4 separate regions of the Mus musculus genome follow, and all the other regions are linked to region 1. Evidence: chromatin contacts called from public Hi-C, HiChIP or PLAC-seq and capture Hi-C data. All regions are on one chromosome and are shown on one strand. The core of a region is the stretch at or near the end of the contact, and the rest is flanking DNA. Distances in the headings are between cores, read along the strand shown.

Region 1 (6,832 bases), core at 2,361-4,860:
GAGTAAAATCATGGTGGAAAGTTATTTGGAAATATGTGTAAGGTTGAACTGTCAGAAGGAAAGAATTAATTAAGAGTGAAGAAGGAAAAAAAACATGCTTACATAGTCTTCCTATCTTTGTCTGGATCTTCTATTTTGTAAATTTTCATTGTTACTTTCAGCCAGCAGGTTCCTCTGTGGTCGTTATCATTTATTATCGCTTAGCACTCCTGTTTCAACACTGTAGTGAGATAGTGAAATGAGATTCGGGACAGTGCATACCAAAATGCAGAGTAATTTGAAATCTTTCCAAAATCAAGTAGAAATTAGTTGTGGGCTATCAGTGTGGGGAGGACACAGACTAGCAGCTAACTGAGAGCCACCTGTGCACATGTGCACAGCACACACGTGTCTCTGTGCTTCCGAGAAGGCAGGGAAGCATCCAAAATTAGCCCGCTGCTTCTGGTATTTGACTGACATCACTGACTACAATGGCAACTGGTGTTACTTAACGAGGTGTGGACCTGCTCAGTCAAGTTCAGCTGAGGGCTTACTTCAGTGGTGGTATGGCTTGCCTCCAAAGCACGTTCATGAGCGGACATTATTATTTCTCCCTGCATGTCTCAACCTATAGTGGGCTCAAAATGTGACTATCAACTAATGGAAATTCAGTTTATAAACATCCCCCTAGACACACACACACACACACACACACACACACACACAACTTTCAACTTGACACACCCACCACCACCACCACCACCACCACCACCACCACCACCACCACTACCACATGTATTCTAGTCCTCTCTGGGCTAACCAGGTTCCATAGGAAATCAAAGAGAATCCTAAAACATTAAAGTATGGGGGTTATTAGTGAGTGTCTTTATTTTCAATGTGCTTGTGTTCCTCAGACAGCTTGGGGCACCTGGCTGTCCTGTTAACTAGCATACTGAATTTTATGTAGGACGTCCTTGAAAGGCACTTTCACCTAACTCTTTGGCAGCCCCAGTCAGGTGGATGGCCTAATTTTTCCTGACTTTCACTTTGATAGATATAGTTTTGAAGGCTTACCTCCTCTTCCTCCTTCTCCTCTTCCCTTTTCAAATTCATGTGTCAAGCATGTCCCAACTGCTTTGCCCTTGCCTAGCTGCCTGTGGAGGGGAGATGGAAATTTCACATTTGAACCACATTGCCAGGAGCTCCTAATGAAGGGGCCCTGAAAGCTGCTGGCCCAGAGCCAAGTAGGCGCAGGCAGGAAGGGCAGTGTGGTCCTCAGGGGCTGGGGAGAGGGCATAGAGACATCAGCCACTCAGGTTCTGCGTGTCCCTTAGAGGAGACACAACACGTTCAGATGTAATATTTAAAATGCTGCCTTCTTAATTTCAAAGAAACCGTTTGGTAGCCTGTTAATCCCAATGCTTAAAATAATGACGCAATGCATTTGCTTTAGTTTAGACAAAACTCTCTTTAAGTGGCCTACTTTCATTTTCATCTGCACGAACAGTTTGTGGTTGTAATATTTGAGGTTTTAAAATTGTCTTAGTAAGGGAATACAGGTTTTTTTTTTTTTAAACCTGGCAAGCTTTTTTTCCCTCTAAATACCTTCACCTTGTTCTTATGACTCAAAGACTTACTTTCTCAGCCATGAAAGCTTCTTACAGACTCTGGCAAAGGGAAAGATAAACAGAAAACAGAAAAGGTGGCAAGCTTTGCAGAGTGTCAGATGCCCTGTACAGCTTGCCTTTTGTAAACTTCAATCATGGTGGTGTCTGTCTGAGAAGGAAAGACCAGGGAGTCCGCAGCTGAGGAGCCGAGTGTGCTGACACAGGATCACGTGCCACCTGACAGGGGACTGCTAATGGGTAGTGTGGGTTCTCTCTTTACCCCTCAGACTTCTCTTACATGATCACAGTGAGGCTGGAAGGTGAAGGCTAGGACAGATAGATTAATATGACAGCTTTTCTCCACAGTGAAGTCATTTGTTAAATAAAATCTCTGGGAAAGCTGACATCATAAAAGAAGTTAGATAGCTCCGGGAGGCAGTCACCACCCTCGATATCCTTGAACTCCAGAGACTTAATGATCTTCAAATAAGTAGTATTTAAACAAATCCCTTTTCAAATGAAGCAAAGGTCTGTTTATTTAATAATCACCATAAACTTTAAGTGGCAGAGAAAACTCCCTTGAATTGATATTTTGTAACAACTGTGTATACTGAGTAGGTGTTTGACTCCTAAAAGTTAAAGGTATTTCTGTTGTTGTGGTTAAATTCTGAATTTTACTGGCTAATCTGTGGGGATAAAAAAAAATAATTACTACTATGTTCAAATTTTGAGCATAAGTGGCCTTTTGTACATTCACATGGAGGGAAGTGGTGAGAGCGAGTTGTTCATCCCTGCAGCTGATGAGGACTGTGTGCACCCATATGCCCTCAAGGTATAAGCAGGACACCCACCACACCTTTATTCTAGTGCACAATGCACAGGGAAGCCTGTGACTCTGGAGGTTAGCATCTGCTCTGTGAGATGCCCTAGACATGGCTTGATGACTCTGTGGGGCTTTTCTATGCAGTCTCTGAAGTCAGACCACTCTGAGGCACATCTATGACAATGTGGTTGGTTTTTGTCTATGTGCAGATTCCTGTGTAGTTGGATTTGTTTGTTTGTTTGTTTGTTTTTTATGGGATTCTTTGAGAATTCAGAAACACACACACACACACACACACACACACACACTATAGATCTTTCTTGTTAGGGAGTTCCACAAACACCCTGAAGCCTGCATGACAACCCCTGATGCACATTCTTATACTTTAATTAATGAACTCATCGTGGATTATTTCTTTAATAGCCTTTCCAGGCTGTCTGCATTTTATTGCCACTTTTTGTCAAAGGAAACATTATTTTAAAAACAATTGAGCAGAATGAGAGTTTTTGAAAGGATGGAAGAAGAAACAAAGAAACAAACTTAAAATCCCAGCAGCTCCTGAGATTCAGTCCCCTTAGAAAACAAACACACTCTCTAGCAAGTGAAATGAGTCAGCACACTCTGTCTATGCTAATTTAAGAAAGGAAAATAAATTCTGAGTTCAGAACAGTACACCCCACTTTTCTAGGCGTTTCTGTCTCATTCTTCATTGAAGTTCTGATCTCTCCTGCATGATGGCCTCCGGCCTGCTGGTCTACCTACAGCTAGCTCCTCTTATCACAACACAGCACATTCTTATCTCTTCTCAGTAAAAACTACCAACTGGGTAAAAATATTTCTAACTGAATTCTCATTTAACATGTGAAACCGGCTCTTTTTCCTCCAGCCTGTGCAGTTTTTTCTTTTTTCTTTTCGGTTACAGGATGTTGTCCCCTTTCTTTTAAAAAAGATCTTTGAGGCATATAAGTTCTGAACTCAGAATTTATTTTCCTTTCTCGAATTAGCTGTAGCTAGAGTGCACTGAGTCATTTCACATGCCAGAGAGTGTGTTTGCTTTCCTCGGCGCCAGGTTGCCCTTTAGCATGCAGAAAGTTAAGAAGAAGGCAGTTTCACAACCCTCCCCTCTTAGCACCTGTCTGCAGTCTCACACCTGAAAATCAGCCTTGTCCTAAAGTGCTCATATGCTGGCCGGAAGTCCAATGGTCACCTCCATTTAAATGGCCTCTCTTCAGGTGCAGTTTTCCAATCTCCCACTAGTTGGGGCTCTACACAAAGAAAAGAAAAGAAAAAAGGAAATAAAGGGGCTCCACAGAATTATTTACTAAGCAAACACTACGCAGGAAGACTTTATTTTCCGTGTTCTTGAAAATACGACTGGTCATTTTATTTTGGTTCTAACACATCGACCACAGGTTTGTTTTGGGTTTTGGTTTTTGTCCCCCCCTCTAACTGCCCCCCCCTCCGTGGGTCAGTTTTATTTGCTCTTCATACCTTGATTTGAAAAGTCTGAACCAAGGTTACTACTGCTTTTGACATCGTTTAGAGGCAGTCAGCTCTCTCAGTGCGTAGTTGCTCTAAACTAGGAACGTGGAAAGTGCATAGACTGAACATTTAGCACACAAACTACAGCTCCACCTTCTCAGTAAGATTATTCTCTGCTCTGCTCTTAAACCCGCAGCACCAAATGCAGCTGATATTTTCTCTCTGTCTCTGTCTGTCTCTCTATGTCCCCGTGGGGCCCCCTCCTCTCTCTCTCTCTGTTTAGTCAGGATGAAAGATCCCCGTGGATAGTCACAAATAATCAAGATCCTCCCGTGCGGTCCACTGGCGCTCAGTTTTAGCTTTGTTTGTCCGGTCTTTCTCCACCTCCCCGGAGATCCTTTGGCAAATCAGATAAACAATGCCTTTTTTGCTTAAGGCAGAAAGAACAGTTGAATACAATGGGAGGCCAGACTTGGCTGAAATGCTGGCTGCAGGTGCTCTCAGCATTGTGGTCATTTAAACCAGATGCTGGGGAGTCGAAGCACCTGCTTCCCCTCTCTGTGTACACTTGAGAGACTGTGCTCCTGCGTAGGACAGGTCAGCGCATGGCTAAAACGAGTGGTGCCCCACAGCAGCATCGTTCTGGTTCATAAGACAGTTGGTACTAGGAAGAGCTTCGTACAGAGCCTGTTTAATCCTCAAACATATGTAGTTTAATTCAATATTCTTCTCTCTCCATTTCCAGACATACCATCACTATTCTGTATACACAGACAGACAGACAGACAGACAGACAGACAGACAGACACACACACACACACACACACACACACACACACACACACACACCTCTGCAACAGAGTCTACTTAAAGTAGACACTCAGATACAACGTTATTTTTCTCTGGTTTATATTATCTAGCAGGAAAGACTGACTAGGAACAAGAGGGTGATGATTTTTATGGTTCTGATAAAAATGAGACAGATGCCGAAAGCCTTGCATAGCTCAGATTTTATGAACATCTCTACAGCCATCATAAATCTATGGACAATCCACAATGAACATTAAATTGTGTACCTTGAATGTTGAGCATTAAATAAGAGATCAGGGTGACACTGCTTGTGTGTGTGTGTGTGTGTGTGACTAGACTAGATTCAAAGCTATAAGAGACTAGTTTGGTATTTTTGTACTAAAATTATTCTAAAGCACAATATTGCAAATCTAAATATGAATACATTAACTTCAGGGATATGTGAAAGTATTCAGAGTGTTTGTGGTATAGCTGTATGAGTCAGGCCTTGCCCTGATGTTAATATTTTAATTTCAATTTAAATATTTCTTTTCATCATAAATTCATTTTGGAACAGAGTCAGTTCTTCACAGTGATGCAGAGGGATTTTTTTTTTTCTTTCTTGTATTTATGAACCATGTTCTTCAAAGTTCATCGAGAAAGCTTTTGTCTTGAGAGCTGAGGTCCTTTCTGGAGGTTTCTGTGCAAACACACCAGTACTAGGGCTGAGGTCGGATGCCTGGAGGAGAGTCAAATAGAGGCCTTTTCAAGATCTCTAGTCCACCCTTCCCAAGAGAAACTTGTTTCTCATCTGTAAACCTCTCCTGGTCAGGCTGTGCGAAGAAATACTTTAATTTTTTTCCCCATAGCTCTTAATACACGGATATGGATTCTTTTCTGTGTATATGGTGGTAGAAATGGAATCCAGAGCCTTGTGCATGATTAAGCATATACTATACCACAGACCCACACTGTTAGCTTGTGACTATGTCCTTACTGCTGCCTGCTGAGGTCTTTGAAATGAAAAACCTTAAAAATGTTTCTAGGTTTGCAAGGACAGGAAGGGTGGCAGAATGGCTGAGGGTAACAAATCAAGAGAGCTAGTGGGGTTAGCTTGAGATGAGGGTATATAGTGCTGAGAAAGCATGCTTTGAAAGAAACCAGTCACAATGTGTTTTATTTTGTCTTGTTTTTTAAAGGAGGGGGTATATCTCTTTTTCTCCTCTTGTGTCTACATTCTTCTGGGCTAAAAAGTCCGTAGAGTGATTACCAAGATGTAGGAGAGGGGAGAGGGGAGAGGGGAGAGGGGAGAGGGGAGAGGGGAGAGGGGAGAGGGGAGACAGAGTCAGAGAGACAAAGAGACAGAGAGACAGAGATAGAAACACCACACAGGGAGAGACAGATAAAAAGACACACAGAGAGACAGACAGACTCAAAGGGAGGGACATACGGAAGAAGACATGAGAAAGACACACACACGAGAGAGAGAGAGAGAGAGAGAGAGAGAGAGAGAGAGAGAGAGAGAGAGAGAGAGAGAAACTAGATATTCCAACCTGCAGATGTGTGCTGCAGCAGTCTGTCCTGGGGAAATCGAATGGGGTAGAGAGGATGGCTTAGCAGAGATGACTATGGGAAGAGAGATTACAACCTCAGCTAAACCTCGACTCTTGTATTTAATATCTTTGGAGCTGTTTTCACTTATCTGTGTGACTCTCTTTTGTGCTCTTAATTTCTCCTTGAAGTTCTGTATCTAATCATTAGTTGGGCAACCAATAATTCTCCCTCAGCCCCCACCCCTTTTTACAACCAACTTTAATCTTTCGACTCAGTGAAAAACATGTTTCCCCTATCATAACTGGTTTAACAAAAATTCTCTTTCAAGTTTAGATTACTCAGATACAATGGCTTTCCTGCAGCGAGCTCTGCAGAGAGGAATTTACATCAGAAAGGAGATTTATGATAGCCTGAAATTTCCATTTGAATATGGAGAGTTAATAACACGCATATGGTTTTTTTATTATTATTATTTTAAGGTTTAAGCTATGCCATAGGCTAAAGGAAAGCTGGAAACTGCGGGGCTGGCAGAGCTCAATGAATAATTTTATCTGGATTTCATTCACAAACAGCAGCTTGCTCCTCGGGAAAGGACCCG
Region 2 (6,832 bases), core at 1,935-4,434, 440 kb after region 1:
TTCAACTGCACACCACATGCTGGCAAATAAAAACTCCAGTACTAGGAATGGGTTACCTATTTTTTGAGTTCTTGGCCAATGGGCTCAGACAGACCTCCAGATGTTATAGGATGTTGACAGTGCTCTTAGTTATCCTGCAGAATTGATAGTAAGATCCTATTGCTGAAAACTCCACATACTGAGTCAGAGAACATGGAGGAATTACACTGGTACTCACTTCGACGCTTCGTCCCTAGTGGCTAGCTTTCAAAATGCTGGATGGTACTATGGATGCTACCAGAGGAGAAAGGCACTCACCGTTCTCACCCAGCTGGGAGCCCTACTATAATGACTGGCCTAACAAGACATACCAGTTGGTGCAATATTGGCACAGATGTTATGAGAGTAACCAACCACTTTATGATTGGATCCAAGGTCTGTTCCATGAGATAGAACCCATCCCTGGAACTGTTACTAAAGTCAAGAGCCTGTGGTTAAAGCAATCTTAGGTCCTAGAGGAATACCTACCACTATTATTCTGCTAAATAGGCATAGTATTAAAGTGACTCCTAATAATGCCTTGGTAGACCTAGAGATCCGTGCATCTCTCAAGTCTCATCAGACAATTTGTCTTGCAGTAGATAGCAATTAACACAGATACGCTTAACTAGTCAACATGCAGAGAATAAGAGGCTGAAATGCTCATCCCTAAACAGGGTATCTATATCATATCCTTGTACATGAGGCACATGGATCTTCATGGAAAAGGTGTGTGGAAAGACTGTAAGAACCAGAGGTGGTATATGACACCAAGGGAACGGTGTCTCCCATATATAACAGAGCAGCTGCACATATGAAGTCACATGAGTTGTGACAAAATACAAAGACCTGAGCAAGCTTAGGTCACAAAACCCCAGCATAGAGAGTGGGAAGCTGAAAACACTCTAGGCCCAGGTAAGCAGGCAGATTATACAGAGATCTAGCAGCTTACAGGCCTAGGCCTAGGGGTAGTTGGAACATAAATAGAAATGATCTGGGCTCAGCCAAACCATGTATTCAAAAGTTTGAGTACGCCTCTCATCTCATCACCTTCTCTGGTCAACAAAAGTCACATTTACAGTTGACATTAGAAAACGCAACATTTTTCCTAAGTGATTCTAGAATCTAGTGATTTGTCATCTTGGAGATGACAAGTTACCAGTTTGAAAAAATAATGGAACAAGCGAAACAACTGGCCGCACTGGCTAATCTGGAGCCTGGTGCTACCATGGAGACTCCTTCAGGAAATTTTTAGAAAGTGGTTTTGGTGTTTTTTGTTTTTTGGTTTTTTCTTGATTTCATTTTCACCTTTAGATCTCCTGACAATGTAAATATTTATGCCTAAAAAACTGACTTGATTGTAGAAGGAAGGCATCACATATTAATAAGATCTGTCAATTGGTTCTCACTGGACTCCAAGCTTCCTGTGATAGCTGGTCTTTATCACAAACTTTATCAGATTTTGAGTTACCTGGGAGGGAAACCTCTGCTTTCCAACAAAGGCCTAACAGAGAAGAGAGGACTACTCTCCAAGTGGGCAGAACTTTCCAGAAGTGCCTCTTCTTGCAAAAGTAAGCTTTTCTGTTGTTGCCCTGCCATCCCTTACAGCATGCCAGCTTCTCCAGCCTTCCAATCCAGGCTTAGTACCAGTGAATTTCCAGAGGGCTTTCAGGATCAGTTTACAACATCAAGATATCTAAGTTTGTGAACTGATCAGCTACTACTGAGTTTTCTGCCTCCCCACAATGCAGATGGTCAGGACTACCTAACCCTTATTATAAAATCCAATCTAAAAGACTCTGTGTGTGTGTGTGTGTGTGTGTGTGTGTGTGTGTGTGTGTGTGTGTGTGTGTGTGTGTGTGTGTTCTGTTCCCTTAGAAAACCCTGTCTAATATACTATCCTAAATGTATAATGTGAGGATTCTTAAGGAAACAGTTTCACAACACTGTAAGGCATTCAGTGAAGATATTTAATATTTAATATTTTCTTTCCTTTTTTTTTCCTTCGTGTAGAAGTGGTAGTGAGTGTGTGTGGTCTATTGTCATGTGGTGTGTGCATATATGCACTGGTTTGTGTGTACATGCATAGAAACCAGAGGAAAATATTAAGTGTTCTGCCCTGTCACTCTCTGCTTTATTACCTTGACACAAGGCCTATGACTAAGGCTGGCGCTGGGCTGGAAGCCAACAAGCCCTAGGCTTCCCCCCCCCCACCCCCGTCTTCCTTTCCTACACCACTGGGTTTACAGGTGTATGGGTGGCTACATTTAACTTTTTACATCATTGCTGGGGGGTTGAATGTAGTTCTTCATGCCTGTCAAGTGCTTTTATTCACTAAACCTCCTCTCCAGCCACCCTAATGCATTCTTCATGTTTTAATCTCTAGTATATTCATTAAATAAAAGTTCTTAATTTGTAAGTGCCTGCAAAGTTCTGACATAAACACACGTCAAATGAATGTGGTGTCTCCTCCTCTTTCTGCTTCCAAATATGAGGAACAGCTACATGTGGCACACTGACAGTATTTAAAACGATTAGGGTAAGGGATGGTAGGTAGGTTCAGTGGGTAAAGATGCCTGACACCAATTCTGATGATCATTGTTTGGTTCCCTGGTACCCACATAGTAGAAGGAGATCTGGCTCCCACAGTTATCCTCTGATCTTCATACACATACAATAGCACCCATCCCCTGCCACCATCACACACATACAAACAGAAAAATAAATGGAATGAATTTACATTTAAATGCTGCTATTGGCTTTATATTTCTCCCATCTGTACCCCAGGCATATTGTAAACTTTGAACCATATCAGAAAGCTGAACCGATCAAATGAAGAGCCTCCAATTTTTATTAATAAACTATTATTTCTCAAGTCTGGAAAATTCTTGAGTTTACATGAATTTACTCTGGAGAAAAAAAAAAAGTTTGTAACCACAGACAGGTTTCATAATCACTCCAAGGATGACAAGTTCTTCTTGAGGACAATTCCTTTTGCTTTCTGTAAATGGAGGTGAGAAATATAACTTGTTCCTTTCACCAAACCACAAAAAAAAAAAAAAAAGACTGACATCATTCTTTTACCACAGGAATTGGAACTACATGTTCTATCAAGAGACTGTATTCACATTCTCACGCCTAGCATAGAGGATTAATTGCGTGCAGAGATGTTGAGGGAGGGAAGAGAAGGGGAAAGCCACAGCACAGTTATTGGTTGTAGAGAACACCCAGTCTAGCATTTTCCCCTTCTAGTACTTTTCTTCCTATAAGTGTCAAGTGAATATTTGTTTCTTTTTTCCCCTTCTGGGTTATGCCCTCTCAGTTGGAGCCAAGCTAGTTGTCTAGACTGGCAATGAACAAAAGTTATATGCTTCCTGGAAAGAAAAAGTCGTCACATATTAAACTGTTTAGTAATAAGGAGTGAGTCTACAGAGACATCATGGGAAACTGGCAATGATGTAGTAAAAATACCTGATTAAAATTTGTTTTGAAAGCCAGGCACAACACTGCATGCCTTTAGTCCCAGCACTGTGGAGTCAGAGGTAGGATGACATCTATGAGTCCTAGGACAGCATGGACTACACAGAGAAACACTGTCTCAAAAAACATTAGTAAACTAATTAAAATTCATTTTTTGGTTTTGCTCTGATTTGTTGTTCCTTTTCAAGACTTGGCTTCTCTGTGTGGCCCTGGCTGTCCTAGAACTCAATTTGTAGACCAAAATGACCTCAAACTCAGAAGACCAAAAACTCAGGACTTGCCTCCCAAGTCCTGGGATTAAAGGCATGGGCCACCACCACTGGGCCCCGTTTTCTAAAATAGGACGAGACCTAAAAATTTAGAAACATTGTTATCTTCATTGCTTTTCTATTGCTATGACAAAACACCATAACCAAAGCAACTCATTAAAGAAACTTTTATTTAGGCTTATAGTTTCAGAGGGTTGGTGCATGTGTTGTCAATGCAGAGGAAGGAAAAACTGAGAGCTCACACCTTGATCTGCAAGTGGGAGGCAGAGAAAGCTAACTCAAAATGTCACAAGTCTTTTGAAACCTCAAAGTCTACCATCAGCGACATACTTCTACCAGCAAGTTTGCAAGCACCTCCTAATCTTCCCCAAAGAGCCAGTGACAACAGACCAAACGTTTAAATATTTGAGCCTGTGGAGGACATTCTCAGTCAAACCAGCCAGGAGCCACCTCTCCAAATATACATGACTACCAAAATGTTGACATGACATCCCAAGAGGTTCAAGTGAGCCTGGACCCTCAATCTTTACCCTCTCTTTACTATTATAATGGGGATAAAGGAGAACTGTATTATAAAGTCAAATTTAAACCTTATAGTGACATTGAAAGAAATATTTAGAAACTACTATTTTTATGGTCATCATATTTTGTTTCAATATTATTATTTCTAAAAGCTACCTAGATCCATCTTTACCTTAACTACAGAAAAAAAAATTGGTGAGATAAATTTAATTACTATATTCTGAAGTGAGACATGAGAATACAGGAAAACCTTGAAAGGGAGCATTATAGATACTGGATCATATAGGCAGGCAATATACCACTGAAGACATAGACTCTTTAAGGTCACTGGCTTCAGTTCTGATTGTGAAAACACATATTCCAATGAAGACTATTTAAAAGGAGAAAATCAATTTCACAGGGGAAAAGCTTGAGAAAAAACATTGGATCTGAATCCTGCTATGGCCTTCCTGTAAGAGCGCCTTCTCTTACCCCAACACCTTTTCCTGGAACTTCTACTTATTCCTCTTGGTGCAGAACCAAAGTTCCCCTACCTCTTTTCTGCTGCCTCTCTCAGCCTTTCCTCACAGCCCATCTCCAAATTTTGTGTTACCTCTGACTCACAGAAACACCTTCCAGAGACGCCATAGCCACCACACTTGCCTCCTATCCAGACTGGGCAATGGCAAGTGAAGAACAGAACCCACCCAACAAAAACAAAACGAGATACCTCTACCTCAATATCATGACTCCAGAAGCCTGGATCCCTGAACAGAAAAATGCAAATATGATCAACCAAGATAAATATCTTCTAGAATCTAGCAACTCTATGGCAATAGGCCTTGAGAAAAGCAATTTATTCAGCTGAAGCACAGGAAAAGGATCTCAAAATAGCAGGTCAGGAAGATATGAATAAATACCTTAATAAAGGCTGCAAAAATATAAACAGTTGAATGAAACAAAATATTGCAAGACATGAAAGTAGAATTTAACAAAGAAATAGAATCACGAAAGAAACTCAAACTGAAATATAACTGGAACTGAAAATTTTAGGATGTTAAACAAAAAAACTCACATGTAAGCTTCACCAAAAAACTAAAAGACATGGAAGTGAGAATTTAAGATCTTGAAGACAGGGCAGAGAAATTTAAAGAAAATGTTAAGTCTTAAAAAAAAAAATCCAAATCCAGGGAACTGAAGAAAATCTGGAACTCTATGAAAGGATAAAATCTACAAACAAATAATTGGTATAGAACAGTGGTTCTCAACCTTCCTAATGCTGCAAACCTTAAATATCTCATGTGTGGTGACCCCAAACCATAAAATTATTTTCTTGCTACTTCATAACTGTAATTTTGCTACTGTTATGAATCGCATGTAGGAAGCATGCAAAATACCAAATAGTCAAGACCAGAAAAGGGATTCACTACAACACATAATCAAAACACTAAATATTCAAAATAAAGAAAGGATATTAAAAGCCACAAGTGAAATAGAGCAAGTCACATATAAAGGCAGACCCATTGAATAACACTTGACTTTCTGTAGAGACTCTAAAAGCCAGAAAGGCCTAGATGGGTGTTCTACAAATTCTAAGATACCATAGATGCCAGTCCAGACAACTACATCAGCAAAACTATCAGTCACCATCAACAGAAAAAGAATAAAATCAAATTAATGCAATATCTATCTACAAATCTAGCTCTACAAAAGCTACTAGAAAAAAGCTTCGGTCTAAGGAGGTTAACTATATTAAAGAGGACAGAAGACAAGCAATAATCCAAGAATAGTAAATCAAAAGGGAGAAAAACAACCATTCCACAACAACAAAATAACAGGACGATAAACATTGTTCATTAATACTTCTCAATATTAAAGGTCTCAATGCCCCAATAAAAAGACATGAACTAACATATCAGATTAGAAAGATGAATTAGTATTCATCTTTCTGCTGCAGCCAAGAAACACAACTCATCATCAAAGACAAACATTATCAATTGGAAACTGGGTTAAGAAGCTGTCTCTGTTAAGTACATTGCTTTGTTTTAGGACTTATTATTTTATTTTACATATATGAATGTTTTGCCTGCATGTATGACTCTGTACCTCACATGCATACCTGGTACCCACAGAGTTTTAAAGAAAGCATTGGCTGCCAGACTCCTTGCCGTGATGGTCATAGACTCTAATCCTTTGTAGCTAGGGCCCCAGTGAGCCCATTTTTTTCTATAAATTTCCTTGGTCACAGTGTTTTAGTACAGGGATAGAAAAGTAACTAAGACCTTTGTCAAAAACTGTAGAGCAGGGACTGGGGCAATGGCTCAGGAGTTAAGAGCACTGGCTGTTCTTCCAGAGGACCCAGGATTGATTCCCAGCATCTTCATGGTAGCTCACAATAATAATTCTTGTTCCAGGAAATCCAACATCATCTTCTGACCTCCTCAGGCACCAGGCACACATGTGGCACACATGAACTCATATAGGCAAAACATCAACACACATAAAACAAACCTATTTTAAAAATTAAAAATGAAAACCATACAGCAGATTCAAAATATATGCAA
Region 3 (6,832 bases), core at 2,661-5,160, 410 kb after region 1:
CTATCTATATATCTATAGATATATAGATATCACAATTGTAATTCAAGTAGAGGACATGAACTTGAGAGGGAGTGAATGGAGGAGAGAGGTGGGTAAAACTATGTAAATATTGTACTCATATATGAAACTCTCAAAACAATCAATCAACTGAAATTTCAAAGACAGATGCTATTTGACTCCACTTATGCAGGGTGACAAGTAAAAACTTAAAGAGACAGATGCAAAATAGTGAATCTAGGGCCTGCAGGCAGGACTAATAGAAAACTGCTTAGGAGACATGAGGTTTGTTTTGCAAGCTAAGAAGTGTACTTAAAATGTAAATATACTTAACATTAATGAATTATGATTAAAATAGATAAAATGGTAAGCTTTGTTTGCTTGTTTGTTTGTTTTAGGCCCAGGTGTTTATTTCCCTTACATGTTAGGATGGTTCACAAACACAATACTAGGGCTTCGGCACTGTGGGGGAGGGGCGTATCCCAGGCCTCTCAGAGTAAGAGGATGTCGGCACTCATGTATACTGAAATTCAGACATCCAGTAGGGCTTGGGAGTGAAGCTAGAACCAAAGCCATCTAAGTGACAGGCCAAAGTGACACGAAGCCCACTTCCTGTGTTCCAACGATGAGTTTCCATCCCAAACCAATGGAAGGCAATTTTACTTGTTAGGGCCTAAAGGGACAGTCAGTTCTACTCCTTCCACTCCCCCAGGAAGCCACCTTGGTGACATATTTGTTCCTACCCATTGTAAGTGATAGGGATTAGCCTGGTCCCAACCATTATGGAAAACTGTAAAAGGCTCCAGAAGGTACAGTGTGGATTAGGCCACAAGATGGGGCAGATGATGTCCTCAGAAGCATGTGACTAGTGAGAGCAGTTACTAAACTTCTGGGCAACCTAGTCCATGCTATGCAGGCAGGTAGAGGGATGGGCATTGTCCATAGTTTGACATTGATGATGTCCACAGATTCAGGCTTGAGAAATGCACCACCCATGAGGAAGCCGTCCACGTCAGGCTGGTTTGCCAGCTCTTTGCAGGTTGCTCCAGTCACAGCACCTCCATAAACTATCAGGGTGCACTGAGCCACTGTACTGACTAGTTTTGTGTCAACTTGACACAGCTGGAGTTATCATAGAGAAAGGAGCTTCAGTTGAGGAAATGCCTCCATGAGATCCAACTGTAAGGCATTTTCTCAATTAGTGATCAAGGGGGAAAGGCCCCTTGTGCGTGGGACCATCTCTGGGCTGGTAGTCTTGGGTTCTATAAGAGAGCAGGCTGAGCAAGCCAGGTGAGGCAAGCCAGTAAAGAACATCCCTCCATGGCCTCTGCATCGGCTCCTGCTTTCTGACCTGCTTGAGTTCCAGTCCTGACTTCCTTGGTGATGAACAGCAGTATGGAAGTGTAAGCCGAATAAACCCTTTCCTCCCCAACTTGCTTCTTGGTCATGATGTTGGTGCAGGAATAGAAACCCTGACTAAGAGAAATTGGTACCAGCAGAGTGGGGTATTCCTGTGACAACCTGACCATGTTTTGGGGAGGTCTGTGGAAGGACTTTGGAACTTTGGGCTTGAAGATCCATTCCTTGTTAAGAGCTCTGTCAGATGTTTTGTAGGAGCTTGGAAGATAATGTTGAGAACAGTGCAGAAGATGGAGCCCTGGCTTGTGAAATTTCAGAGGGAAAATTAAAGACACTTTTCATGGCCATTCCTGTTTTGATTGTGAAGATTCTGTAGTTCTGGTTAGCTGGGGCTGAAGAATCAGCTGTGATTAACAAGATACCAGAACTACTAAAGCAAAAACTTTGCATTACTGGGACTATTGATGCTCTTTAGCTGGAGCTAAGAAATTAGCAGTGATTGAGACCAGCATCATTGAGGTGACATCTTCTGGGAAGTGTTTTCTGAGAGCACAGTGGCTGTGTTCCAGATATAGCCAAAGTTGTACATTGTGCTGTGGCTGGACTTGGTAATGTGTAAGGGTCACCCAGGTGGTACTGGTTTTGAAGGCATGAAGGAGTTGAGCAGAGCAGCTGAGGCTTGGCACTGTGAGAGGCCATGGAAGGCCATTGGTGAAAGTGCAGCCTCAGTTGCAATTGATGGCCCAGGACTGAAGGGGTCATGCAGTGTTTTGGAGATGCCAGTACCATGAGATGACCACCAAGAACAGCAGCAACAGTGGAGTACAGGCATCTGGAGCCTAGAGGATGACGCGTGTGCTACAAAGGGCATGGCTGGAGAAGTGACCCAAGCCCTTGGAGGAGCCCAGAAGATCGTGAGTTGGATCCCAGACATTGGACGGTTGGAGATTGACTTTTGCTTTTGATTGTGACTGTGCCCTGATATTTTCCCTCTTGAAGGAAGAAACTGTCTTAGTGGAGCCCACAGTTAAGAGACTTTTGATTGTAAAAAGACTTTGGATTTTAAAAGAGATGGATATTTTAAAGAGATTGAAATTTTAAGAATATGTAAAGACTGTGGGACTTTTAAAGTTATTTAGATCTTGGGGATGAATAAGATTGTAAGGGCTTACTAGTGATGTTTTTGTGTGTCAAGTTGACAAGGGGTCAATTGTACTGGCTAGTTTTTTGTCAACTTGACACAGCTGGAGTTATCATAGAGAAAGGAGCTTCAGTTGAGGAAATGCCTCCATGAGATCCAACTGTAAGGCATTTTCTCAATTAGTGATCAAGGGGGAAAGGCCCCTTGTGCGTGGGACCATCTCTGGGCTGGTAGTCTTGGGTTCTATAAGAGAGCAGGCTGAGCAAGCCAGGTGAGGCAAGCCAGTAAAGAACATCCCTCCATGGCCTCTGCATCGGCTCCTGCTTTCTGACCTGCTTGAGTTCCAGTCCTGACTTCCTTGGTGATGAACAGCAGTATGGAAGTGTAAGCCGAATAAACCCTTTCCTCCCAACTTGCTTCTTGGTCATGATTTTTGTGCAGGAATAGAAACCCTGACTAAGGCAGCCACCCCATCAGAGACATTGGATTTCAGCCAACCTGGAGCTTCTCATGTACTTCCGGTTGAGGGGTTGCAGTCTTGCTAGTCCCAATGGCCCATACAGGTTCATGGGCCAGGACCACCTTGCTTCTGTCCTTCACATTATCTGCGATGACCTTGGTTTGCTCAAAAACAACTTCCTCCGTGATGCCAGCTTCCCTTTCGTCTAGCTTCTCCCCAATGCAGGGGATCACTGCAAGTCCCTCTGCTAGGGCATGGTTTACTTTCTGCCCAATCAACTCATCTGATTCCCAAAGACACACCTTCTTTCCCGAGTGCCCCAGCACCACTCTGGTGGCTCCTAAGTCTCTGATCATGTCAGGGCTGATTTCTCCAGTGAAGGCCCCATTGGTCACTTTGTAGCAGTTCTGTGCAGCCACAGCAATCTTGGGATCCAGCTTCTGCCTAGCGAAGTCGATGTAAGAGGTTGTCAGTGCACAACCCACCTCAGTGTCTGCCAGCACACTGGCTGCCTTCGGGGTGCAGCTGAGTTCTCCCAGGCACTGCTTCCTCCCGTTCATCTTCCAGTTGCCCCCCACGAAGAGCTTCCTGGAAGGCACCATCATACTAAGCTCAAGTCTCTGAAAGTCAGTACCGTAAGTTTTATTTTACATGCATTTTGTCAAAGTTTAAACAAGTAGCTGAAAATATGCATATGTTTATATATAATCAGGATTAAATATATTATATATCAATATTAAATACACAAAGACTCACGATTATTGCAATTAGTAAAATTTAAAATGATATTCCTCAAAAGAGCCATTATTCAGGAAAAGATGTAGATCTTTTATCAAGCTGTATCTCTTCATGGACATAATTCCAAACAAAATGAGGTAACAGCAGACAATCTTCTACACAATGTAAGCTAGCTAGTTGGCCAGAGCACTTTCACCAAGTCATGTGCTGCCAGAGAAGTTGGGGCTACAGAATACAAGCAGATGTCAACACTTTCACCTTCCACTTTCTCAAGAGTGCTGATCAGGCCAAGTTTCATTTCACTTATTAGGCCACTTTCCAAGTTGGAGGAGGAGAGTTGAGAGAGGGCTGAAGAAAGTATTAGGATCTAAGTTTCATATCTGCAAAAGTAAGCTGATGTTGCTTACCACTGGGTTTCAAAACCAAAGCTTCCCTAAATTGGCCAAGAGCTTTGAAGAGGTCTGTACAAACCCAGGGGTCAGCAAATGTTTTCTGCAAAGGGATAGAGAGCCAAAATTTTAGGTTTTGCAGGCACACACTCCCCATTGCAATTCCTTATCTCTGCTGTGATAGCTCAAAAAAGAGCTCTCAGCAACACAGGGTAGGTGTGCATGGCATGTCTCAATTGAGCTTCATTTACCACACTGTAGTGAGTTGAATTTTACTGTCTCCTGATAAAGAGTCCTAAGAATTCTCCCTTCTGATTTGAGCATGGATACTTGCTTAGGTTAACAACAACAACAACAACAACAACAACAACAAAACATATACACACACACGTGTATGCTGATGCTACTGTTAGAGCTGATTCTGATAAGCTGCCTATGCCTCAAACTCTCCAGCAGCCATGTAGGAATCCTGAAGTCACTCAGTCAATTTAAAACTTTTAATGTGTTCCAAGTACGTGGAACATGCCTTTAGTCCCAACACTCAAGAGACAGAGGTAGGTTAATCTTTGTCAGTCTCAGGCCAGCGTGGTCTTCATCGTGAGTTGTAGGATACCCAAAGACACACAGTGAGACCTTCTCTCAAAAGACTGTTAATGCCTCAGTTGAAATACACACTTGTGATCCTACCTCTGATAAGATAGAGAAGGCAGAATCCCTGGGGTTTTCCAAGCTGCATGCACTCACGCACGCACGCACACACACACATACACCTGCATGGGCACACATCCCACACACACACATGGGCATGCACACACACCCACATGGGCAAGAACACATGTCCACATTAGCATGCACAGACCCCCACATGAGCATGCACACATACCCACCTAGGGAAGCACACACACCCACATGGGCACGCACACATATACACACCGGCATACAGATACACAGTTCAAAGCAGTTTCCTTCCTTCTTTGCTACACAAGACCTTATGTATGCGAGGAATGCCTGGACCTAGCACCAAGGAGTTTAAAATCGTGTCTGCTTTGACCCAAGAACCCTTCAAGTAGGAAAATGAAGCTGCTCCTTCTGAGACAAATCTGCTTTAAAATATTCCCCAAATCCTTGTCATCAGCAGGCCAGATTCTTAACTCATACATTTCTGGGAAATGATAGCTCAAATTGGCTGTATGCCCTTTGGCCCTAAACCAATTAGTTTTTCTAAATTTACTGGGACCAATAAGGGAAAAGGATATTACTTTGATATTACTACAACACAGGGCTCAATGAGTTCACTGGGAAGACAGTTCTGTTGAGAAGTTGCCAAAGTCACCTTTAGTGCCCCTGCAAATGTCTCTAATGGTAACCTAGGACTCACAGAGCTGAGCTAGAAACTTTCAGCTCAAATGCTTGTTCCCAACAAAGAGAAATGTTTGAAATAGATCAGCTACTTAAATAATCAAAAGCAAACAATACTCTATTTCTCAGTTTCAAGTATGGCTATGGTATATTTAATATAATATAAAATATAAACACCATCTTTATAATGTCTTTTTTTTTTTTTTTTTTTGCTAAATACAGCTATAAATGTAATATGATCCCACAAAATTCCATCTACTGTTTATTTGGATTTTTTTGTTGATTTTGTTTTTGTTTTATTGACCTGAAACTTTAAAAAATGAATCATAAATTATTGGATCTTCTAGGTCAGGAGTTCACCTTCCCTCCCTGCTCCTCTTTGGTATTAGAAAGTGAGACAGCTGGAGCTCTGGCAGCCATTTTGGAGCAGGACGAGCCTCATAGATGAATACCACAGCTTGGGGTAATGAATCAGAAAGAACGAAAGAAGGAAGGAAGGAAGGAAAAAGAAAGAAAGAGAGAGAGAGAGAGAAGGAAGGAAGGAGAGAGAGAGTGAGAGAGAGAGAGAGAGAGAGAGCACTTAAACCATGGGTTGGGCTAACACCTACCTTCAATGTTCTTTTAGCAGAGATGTTTAAACATTCTTTAAACACACTCAAGTTTGAAAGAGACCAGCACATGACATAGCTGTGCTTACCATGTTTGAAGTCTTGGTTTCAATCACCAACCCTCCCACAAACAACAATACCTAATATTTTTTTTAAAATCACATTAAAGATAAAATTTGTTGTTAAGCTGCCATGGAATCTAATTCCACTTGAAAAGTCCCACCATTGGCTAGATGGCCTGTGGTAACATCATGATTTGACAAAAACTCATTACTTCTGCTAGCTGTAACTTTGAAATACACCCAAAAATGGTAAGATTGATAAAGCAACAGGAATATGAATATAGGGGCTTAAATATGCTAGATAGTAAATATAGCAAAATGCTAATTATATAGTGGAGATGATAAGTACAAGGTTATTTCATATTCAGTCCTCCAACTTTTCATGATAACATGCCTAAAATACTGTTGTCAAGCCACTGATATAACCGTATGTTTGGGACAGGGTCTCATTTAGCCCAGGCTGGTTTTAAACTTGGTGTATAGTCACAAAACAGCCTTGAACTCTAAATCTCCACACCTCCACCTTCCAAGTACAGGAGTCCCGGGCTTGTGCCACCATGCCTGGCCCCAACAGGACTGCTTACCATACTTCCAAACAAACTCTTTGAAGTAACAAGAGGTTTTGTAGCTTCTTTTGCTCCCTAAAAGGGTCACTTCTCTTCCTGTTCCATAAACAGTATTGAGGGCTTCAAGTCTTGAAAAATAGAACTCAAAGTACT
Region 4 (6,832 bases), core at 1,191-3,690, 340 kb after region 1:
GGCAAGCATGCCTTCCTTATGTTTCAAAGTTTTTCAACACTAGCAGTTGTGTTTTTCTTCTACAAATTGCTGTGTTCCTTCATCAGCCTGTATAACCGAACTCTTTGTCCTCTGATGGTTTATTCGTATGGGTACAAATTGTCTTGACTACATTTTGTTTTGTCATGGTGAAAAAGCATCTGCTTCAAAAGTTACTTCATTGACGTAAACAGATCTCCACCTGGCCCAGCAGGAAACAGAAGAAAGGACTTTTCAGAAATTGTCTTTTCTCTGCCCCTAGAGAAAGCAGAGGACAAACCCAGAGGTTTGAAACAGGCACCATTTTGTAAAGTTAGGCCTTGGCGCACGGGGAAAATCCACAATATATTGGGGAACAGGTGTGATGTAAAAAAAAATAGCTTGTTTTCATTTCTACAACACTCAAGTCAACAAAACTCATTTATATGCATTATTTCATTTTGCTTTGGCAATAATCCCATAAAGGAGGCAGGGCTGAAACCACCATTAGGGTCGTTAGTATAAAGGAACGGACATTCAAATAAACCAGAATTTGCAAAGCCAAGTTCAATTCATGACACCTCCAAAGCAGTTAGATAAATACAACTTTTAAATAAAATACTACTGGCCAACTGTGAATAGGATATTCCTGCACGGTGTGCTTAACTGTATACTATTTCAATTCTACAGACATATCACAACAGGGAAGCAAGACAAATGCACTCTATTTCAGACGGTTAAAGGTAAACTGTGTTCATATTTCTCCCCTCAGTGACTGTCCTGGTGGGTGACTTCACAGAGTGCTTGTGTGCCATGGTCTGTTTGTTTGCTCTACCTCCACCCACTCCTTCCCTCCCACTCTCACCCAAACTCACCATCAAGCTTCTACACAGCTGTGGAGGATAACTCAAGCAGATATATTTTTATTGATAATTTGAATAAAGGCAACATAAATAACATCACTGAACTTTTGGAAAATAGCAAAATAACATGACATCCCATGATCTCAATCTCTGTTATTAGGTCAAGTTTCCTCTACCCCACCCACCACCCACCCACCTTCTGTACATCTGCTTGCTCCTACCTGAGATCATATGGCAGATTTGTACACATTTTAATTTCACATTTGCAGTTGACTCTGTCCTAAGCCCTTTCTTTACCTTAAGTGTAAGGCTATGTTTCAATAATTCAGAAGGCCTTTTCTGTGGTGCTTTTCTGACAGACCATGATCAGAGGTCGATTCATGAACATGAATGCAGAAAACACAGAAACCATGCCTGTGTCCATAAATGATCCCCAGCTAACACATGTTCACTTTCCTTAAGCTTCACTGCTATTCTTGCTAATTATCAGAGAACGAATAAAGGTGTTTTAGGATCAAACCCCAACCCTACCTAGCACCTGAATGAACTCATTCTGGTAAATTAGATAAATGGTCTTCATTACAAAACTAAATACTACTACTAACCCCCGTGCAAAATTGTTGGGAAGACCCAATCTGTACTAAGAGTCAATAGATGGTAACTTTAGCTTAGTTTTTGAGACACAACTCAAGAAGTCAATCGTCAGCAGGAAAGTAACTCCTGCCAATAGACATGCCAGCGGGGGACACCACCTTCTTGATTTGTCATCACTGAAGATGCATAGCTCAGAGAAATGAACACTAGACCAATATTATTAGGGAAACATAAAATCCTCCTTCCCCTGTAGAAATAATCTAGCTGAAAACTACAGGCACTGTACGACTGGTTTCAAATTGTAGATGTTGCTTTTTGACTCAAGATCCCCACAGGAGCAGAAATGGTTGCATCTACTGCTACATCTCCAAGGCCATTTGCAATGGGTGTTCAATGAATATATTTGAACTGAGTATGGAAACTCTATTAGAATTACTAGACCAAGCCTAAGATAAGAACCCATATGATGGGGAATAGGAGTTAGACAACATAACTGCTGGACCAAAATAAATCCACAAACTTAAATAACAATGCATGGAGTTTGCTTCACAATAGTATTAAATGCTCTCCCTCCCAGGTCCTCCAAAATGTATTAGCAAGAAATAGGAGAGATAGACATGAGCTTCAGCATCACAGTATCTTCCTCTTTCAAGAAGGAAATCCACTGAGCTTTGTTAGAAAAGCCAGATTTCTACTTAAGGTCTAAGAATGGGAGACAGTGAAAGGAGCTGGTTTACTAACATGCTTGGACACCGTGCAGGGAGCTAGTATTTCAAGCACATGGCAAACAATGGGAAAGAGGGTGTAATGAGTTACAGAGTAAGTACTGTTTACTCCTGAGTGGCCCCTGTGCTGCTCTATACCTCCTGGAAATTGTTTATGGGCACAGATCCTGTGATCATGGGGCTATGATTAGCAGATGCTGACAGTGTGACAGTGGAAAAGGCATGAATCACCATTGCTCCATATAGGAGAAAACCAAACAACATCAACCGTCCTTAGAAGTTAACTTCTCTTTCCATCGTCTAAGCTGTGGAGACTGACTTGGTACTGTGCAACAGGGCAGAGAAGGAGAAGGAGAAGGAGAGAGAAGGGGAAGGACTATATTTTCTATTTGGAAATTCCACTTACGAAAAAACTCATGATTTGTGAAAATATAAATCCTTAATTTGTAAGAAACAGCTAATGACATCATAAATGTATTTAACTACTGAGTTTCCAAAGGACCCAAAGCTGCATTTCCTAAGTGGTCATATCAATAGAAACACATTCACTACACTTCAGTCTAAACAACTGAGAACTAGAAATACGAAGGGTACATAAGAAGGCAAAGAAAATTGATGACTTCTTCATATTTCTAAGAATTGTCTATCAATGAGTTTGGCTTGATGATTGAGACTTTCAATAATATGCCAAAAGACTAGAAGTAATGTGTTTTCATCTAGAAATAGCAAGGGAAAGGGCCAGAAAAAATACCTTTTCTGAACACAGACGAAGACCTTTGTTAAGGTCTGCACAACATGGCTTAGCTAAGATGCTTTACCTGTCTTCAGACTTAACAAAAAACAAAACAAACAAAAGAAATACTGATCTCAACTGAAGTGATACACAGAGAACAAGGCATCTCTGTGCAAGCCTGCCTGGATAAGTAAGAGAGACTAATATGCATTAACTAAGGGCAGTGTTTGAGAAAAACTTAATAACTTGGAAGGTTTGAATGTTCTGAACTTGTGGCATCTGCCCCTTTGAATGGGATTCAGTCATCCCATATCTTGAGTGTCCCTTTCAAAAACAGCTCTCAAGTAAAAGTGCATACACCCCCTGTCACAGAAGCAAGTCAGAAAATAGCTTCCTTTCATCTTTGTGTGGGCCCTCTCTACTCTGGATCTGAGCGCTGACCCTTAATAACTAATGGAAAGTAGGCCAGGAAAATCAACTAACTACAGGCAACCAAGGAGAAGAAATGTTCTCAAAATTCTACATAAGGTAGACTATGTTAAGACAACTGAGCTTATGTGCTGGTTTGTTTGTTTGTTTGTTTGTTTGTTTGTTTGTTAATCTCTCCATGATGACCCACAGAGGAGCACAGGAAATACCCCAGGGTTAGACAAGGCCTTCCTTCATCCACAGCTGAGTCTGATGAGGTTCTCCTGGCAGCACCCCAAAGCCAAAAAAGACTTTGTTTCTGTCTTCTCAAAGTCCTGACCTCCAGGATTTAAGGAACCAATAACAGTTTCTCATTTCTTGAGTTATTTTTCTCATGCAACCCATGGCAGCTGTTTGCCAGCTCAGCATTCAGACTAATTTGTTGCAGAAAATGGGGTAAACACATGTTTACCAAGATCTCAGGATTACCATGAGGCCTAAGTGCGTATTATACGTGACCAAGTAAGACATGTGAGACTTTCATTAGCTTTCTGTATTACAAAATCAGAACTTGAGGTCCAGAACACTTCTTTTTGAGATATCTTGGTTTCCCACATTTGTTATTTTATTTTGGTTTGGTTTGGAAAGACAGATGACATGTTATTCTGAAACACTGAAGACTGTACTTCTGTATTAGTTACAGTACATTTAAAAAACAGTTTTTGCCTATATGTACAGGAACTGTGGGATTTAAGGGTAGACAGGTAATCCTGCATGCTTACTTTGTAGACTAAAAATTCTGTGCAGTTAATGAAGGGAGAGTATATGCTGCTTGAGTTGTTTCACACATTAAATCCTATTAATGTTCAAGTTCATATATTTTTATCATGCTACTATTTGCCTTCAGTTGGGAAAAAAAAAAGTAACATTAATTTCAGAAAGACAAACTGCCCTTTGGTTGTCCTGTCTGTAGCTGACAGCTCTTAGCAGCCACATGCATTTACTTCCTTAAAAATAGTTTCCAGGAACTCTTCAGTGAGCCAGAGCTTCCCAAGACAAAGCCAGCATGCTGCCCCTCTGCCTTCCCTGGAATTCTGAGCAACAGTTGGTGAGGAAAAGGCATAGTGTTGAGGGAACATTTTCCTCAAGTTTAAAGCCTGCTCAAACATCAGAGTTGCAATCCAACTGAAGTATTTTGGTGCATGATTGTATGCATCTATCCATGTCCAAATGCAACTTCCGGTTGCTAAGATGAGAGCGCAGTCAAAATATTTGATGCAATAGTGAAAAGGCTTCTTAGATATCAAAGAGTGTCAAAACCACACTACTATGAGTTAAGTGTAAATGAATCAAAAACTTGTGACTCGTATTTCCCTAAGAACACACATGGATTTTTTGTTAAGAAGAAATGAATGAAGAAAAAAAAAGTCCCAACACAATAAAGTTGGCATATTGTTCACTAATGCTTAAAAGAAAATAATTAAGTACTTACAAAACACACGAAAGGGATTTGACTAACCAGATCTGAGAGTACAGGCATGTTTCTCAGCTGTTCCCAGCCCAGTGCATCTATCTTCAGGGACCTATCTCCTATGACTCAACCCAACTGAAGCACAAAAGCACATACTCTTAGTCAAGTTATAATGAAAAACAGACTCAGGCACGGTGATACATGCCTTTAATTCCAGCACGCGGGAGGCAGACACAGACAGATCTTTGTGAGTTTGAGGCTAGCCTTGTTCACAGAGCAAGTTCTAAGGCAGTAGGGCTTACATAGAGAGACCCAGTTTCTAGGAAAATTTTTAAGTAAAAAGGAAAACAACAGTTTATTTTCTTTTTAAAATATAATACATTATTCCCTATTTTTAACAAAGAAACACTCGTTTGTTCAACATTTATCAAACACCTATATATTCCCTGTTCTAGGCTCAGGGATTTCAGTGGTAAATGAGACAGAAACAGATCAATATTTATGAAGTATATCATAAGAGAAAACTTTCCTGTTATGGTAGTATGGGAAAATGCCTCAGTTATTGTCAAACATTTTGATTTAGTCATATGAACAATGGATTTTGTGAGGCTCCTAAACATCTGAGGAATAAGGCAGAATAAAACATATCAGAGAGCATCAACTATGTGAGGTAGGCCTCAAGCTTAATTGGGTTCTATTTTTAGCAAAGGGGGTATGGAAAAGTGTGTAAATTGATTTGATCTTCAAGCAGCAGCTGTTATAAGAGAAAATTATGGCTACCTATAAGCATCTCATTTCAATCAGCCACAAGTGACACAGTCACACCCCACTTTTAATAAAATACAAATCAACACGGTAGTAATTCAGATATAGTTTCATACAGTGCCAGCTCAAGGGAGGCAGTGTAAGGGACAGCTCTTGATTCTAAGGAACAAACTTAGGCCCAGCATTTAAATGCCCTGAGCCGCCTGTGTTCCATGTAAGTAAGAAGACATTGGGATGAAGCTCCATAAAATGTACCTTAGATAACACAGTGCAATTGGGTAACCTGCTATTCTAAGCTCTGGCCTCCAAACCCCATCTCCCTCATTGTACAGCTTTTCCTGTGGCTTCAGAACTCCCTGCCCAAGTAGGAGCTTTACTCCTTCATTCTCCACATCTTCCTCACAACCTCTCATATGTTTTCCCACTGTGATATTCCCAGTGTCTATCCCCAAAGCCTTGACCATAATGATAAGACTTATGATGGACAGATGGGTGGGTAGCTTGATGGGTAGATGTGTGGGTGGGTGGGTGGAAGGATGGATGGGAAGATGGATAGATAGATGAGTGAGTGAGAGGTTGAGAAGATGGATAGATGGATGGATGGATGGATGGATGGATGGATGGATGGATAAATGGCTAAGTGGTTGGAAAGATGGTAGATGGATGAATGGATAGATGCATGGGTAGATGAAAGGATGGATGGGAAGATGGATAGATAGATGGGTAGGTGGGAGGTTGAGGATGCATGGATGATGGATGGATGGATGGATGGATGGATGGATGGATGGATGGATAGATGGATGGATGATTGATGGGTGAGTGGCTTGATGGTTAGATGTGTGGGTAGGTGGAAGGATAGATGAGAGTATAGATAGATGAGTAGGTGGGAGGTTGAGAGGATGGATGGATGGATGGATGGATGGATGGATAGATAGATAGATAGATGGATGTATGGGAGGGTGAGAGGATAGGTGGGTGGCTGGACAAATGGATTAATGAATGGGTAGATTAATGGATGCGTAGGAGAATGAATGGGTGGATGGATGGATGGATGGATGGATGGATGGATGGATGGATGGACAGGTGGGTGAGTGGGTGGATGTTATGGGCAGTATGGATAGGCAAATTTCCCTGGAACAACTTCTGGTCTGAAAGTCTGGTTTCACAGACATTCCTACTTCCATGCTTCTAATCCATATATCCTGGTACAAGGTAACACAGACAGAGTTTGTTATTTAAAAGGACCAGTATTCCCATTTCTGATCTGTTTATTACC

Evidence for each region. A called contact is a pair of places that touch in the nucleus more often than the background predicts. HiChIP or PLAC-seq counts read pairs in DNA pulled down with a chosen protein or histone mark. Capture Hi-C pulls out chosen DNA fragments and counts their contacts.
Region 2: a contact with region 1 is called in an H3K4me3 HiChIP or PLAC-seq map of bone marrow-derived macrophages, with 4 times the contacts expected there. The contact joins two enhancer-like sites. A contact is called at or near these places in 4 of 39 promoter capture datasets (3T3-L1-derived adipocytes, the C10 cell line, second pharyngeal arch cranial neural crest and 1 more), 1 of 15 datasets of contacts at CTCF or cohesin (pro-B cells), 1 of 484 Hi-C or Micro-C datasets (bone marrow-derived macrophages), 6 of 115 datasets of contacts at active chromatin or transcription factors (CD8 T cells, bone marrow-derived macrophages, embryonic basal ganglia and 3 more) and 1 of 9 other capture datasets (embryonic stem cells).
Region 3: a contact with region 1 is called in a Hi-C map of bone marrow-derived macrophages, with 16 read pairs. The contact joins two enhancer-like sites. A contact is called at or near these places in 8 of 39 promoter capture datasets (the C10 cell line, cranial neural crest, embryonic stem cells and 5 more), 2 of 484 Hi-C or Micro-C datasets (bone marrow-derived macrophages and cerebellar granule neurons), 4 of 115 datasets of contacts at active chromatin or transcription factors (bone marrow-derived macrophages, embryonic limb bud, microglia and 1 more) and 1 of 9 other capture datasets (bone marrow-derived macrophages).
Region 4: a contact with region 1 is called in a capture Hi-C map of bone marrow-derived macrophages, with 10 times the contacts expected there. The contact joins two enhancer-like sites. A contact is called at or near these places in 1 of 39 promoter capture datasets (the C10 cell line), 4 of 484 Hi-C or Micro-C datasets (the HL-1 cell line, bone marrow-derived macrophages and uterus), 1 of 115 datasets of contacts at active chromatin or transcription factors (bone marrow-derived macrophages) and 2 of 9 other capture datasets (bone marrow-derived macrophages and embryonic stem cells).

Annotation. Positions count from the first base shown.
Region 1 is chr10:44,997,834-45,004,665 of GRCm38.p6, reverse strand. No RefSeq gene overlaps it. Among named protein-coding and RNA genes, the nearest start is that of Gm40639, 23 kb to the left of the region's middle. Within about 2 kb of position 3,610, at least 132 of the 459 cell types and tissues checked have an H3K27ac peak or open chromatin away from gene starts, as enhancers often do. A contact at or near this core is called in bone marrow-derived macrophages, where this site is marked.
Region 2 is chr10:44,561,528-44,568,359 of GRCm38.p6, reverse strand. No RefSeq gene overlaps it. Among named protein-coding and RNA genes, the nearest start is that of Gm35154, 34 kb to the left of the region's middle. Within about 2 kb of position 3,184, at least 12 of the 459 cell types and tissues checked have an H3K27ac peak or open chromatin away from gene starts, as enhancers often do. A contact at or near this core is called in bone marrow-derived macrophages, where this site is marked.
Region 3 is chr10:44,586,684-44,593,515 of GRCm38.p6, reverse strand. It overlaps the pseudogene Gm5950. Among named protein-coding and RNA genes, the nearest start is that of Gm35154, 8.8 kb to the left of the region's middle. Within about 2 kb of position 3,910, at least 43 of the 459 cell types and tissues checked have an H3K27ac peak or open chromatin away from gene starts, as enhancers often do. A contact at or near this core is called in bone marrow-derived macrophages, where this site is marked.
Region 4 is chr10:44,655,324-44,662,155 of GRCm38.p6, reverse strand. All of the region lies in intron 2 of Gm35154 (a long non-coding RNA gene), which reads right to left. Among named protein-coding and RNA genes, the nearest start is that of Gm35154, 60 kb to the right of the region's middle. Within about 2 kb of position 2,440, at least 11 of the 459 cell types and tissues checked have an H3K27ac peak or open chromatin away from gene starts, as enhancers often do. A contact at or near this core is called in bone marrow-derived macrophages, where this site is marked.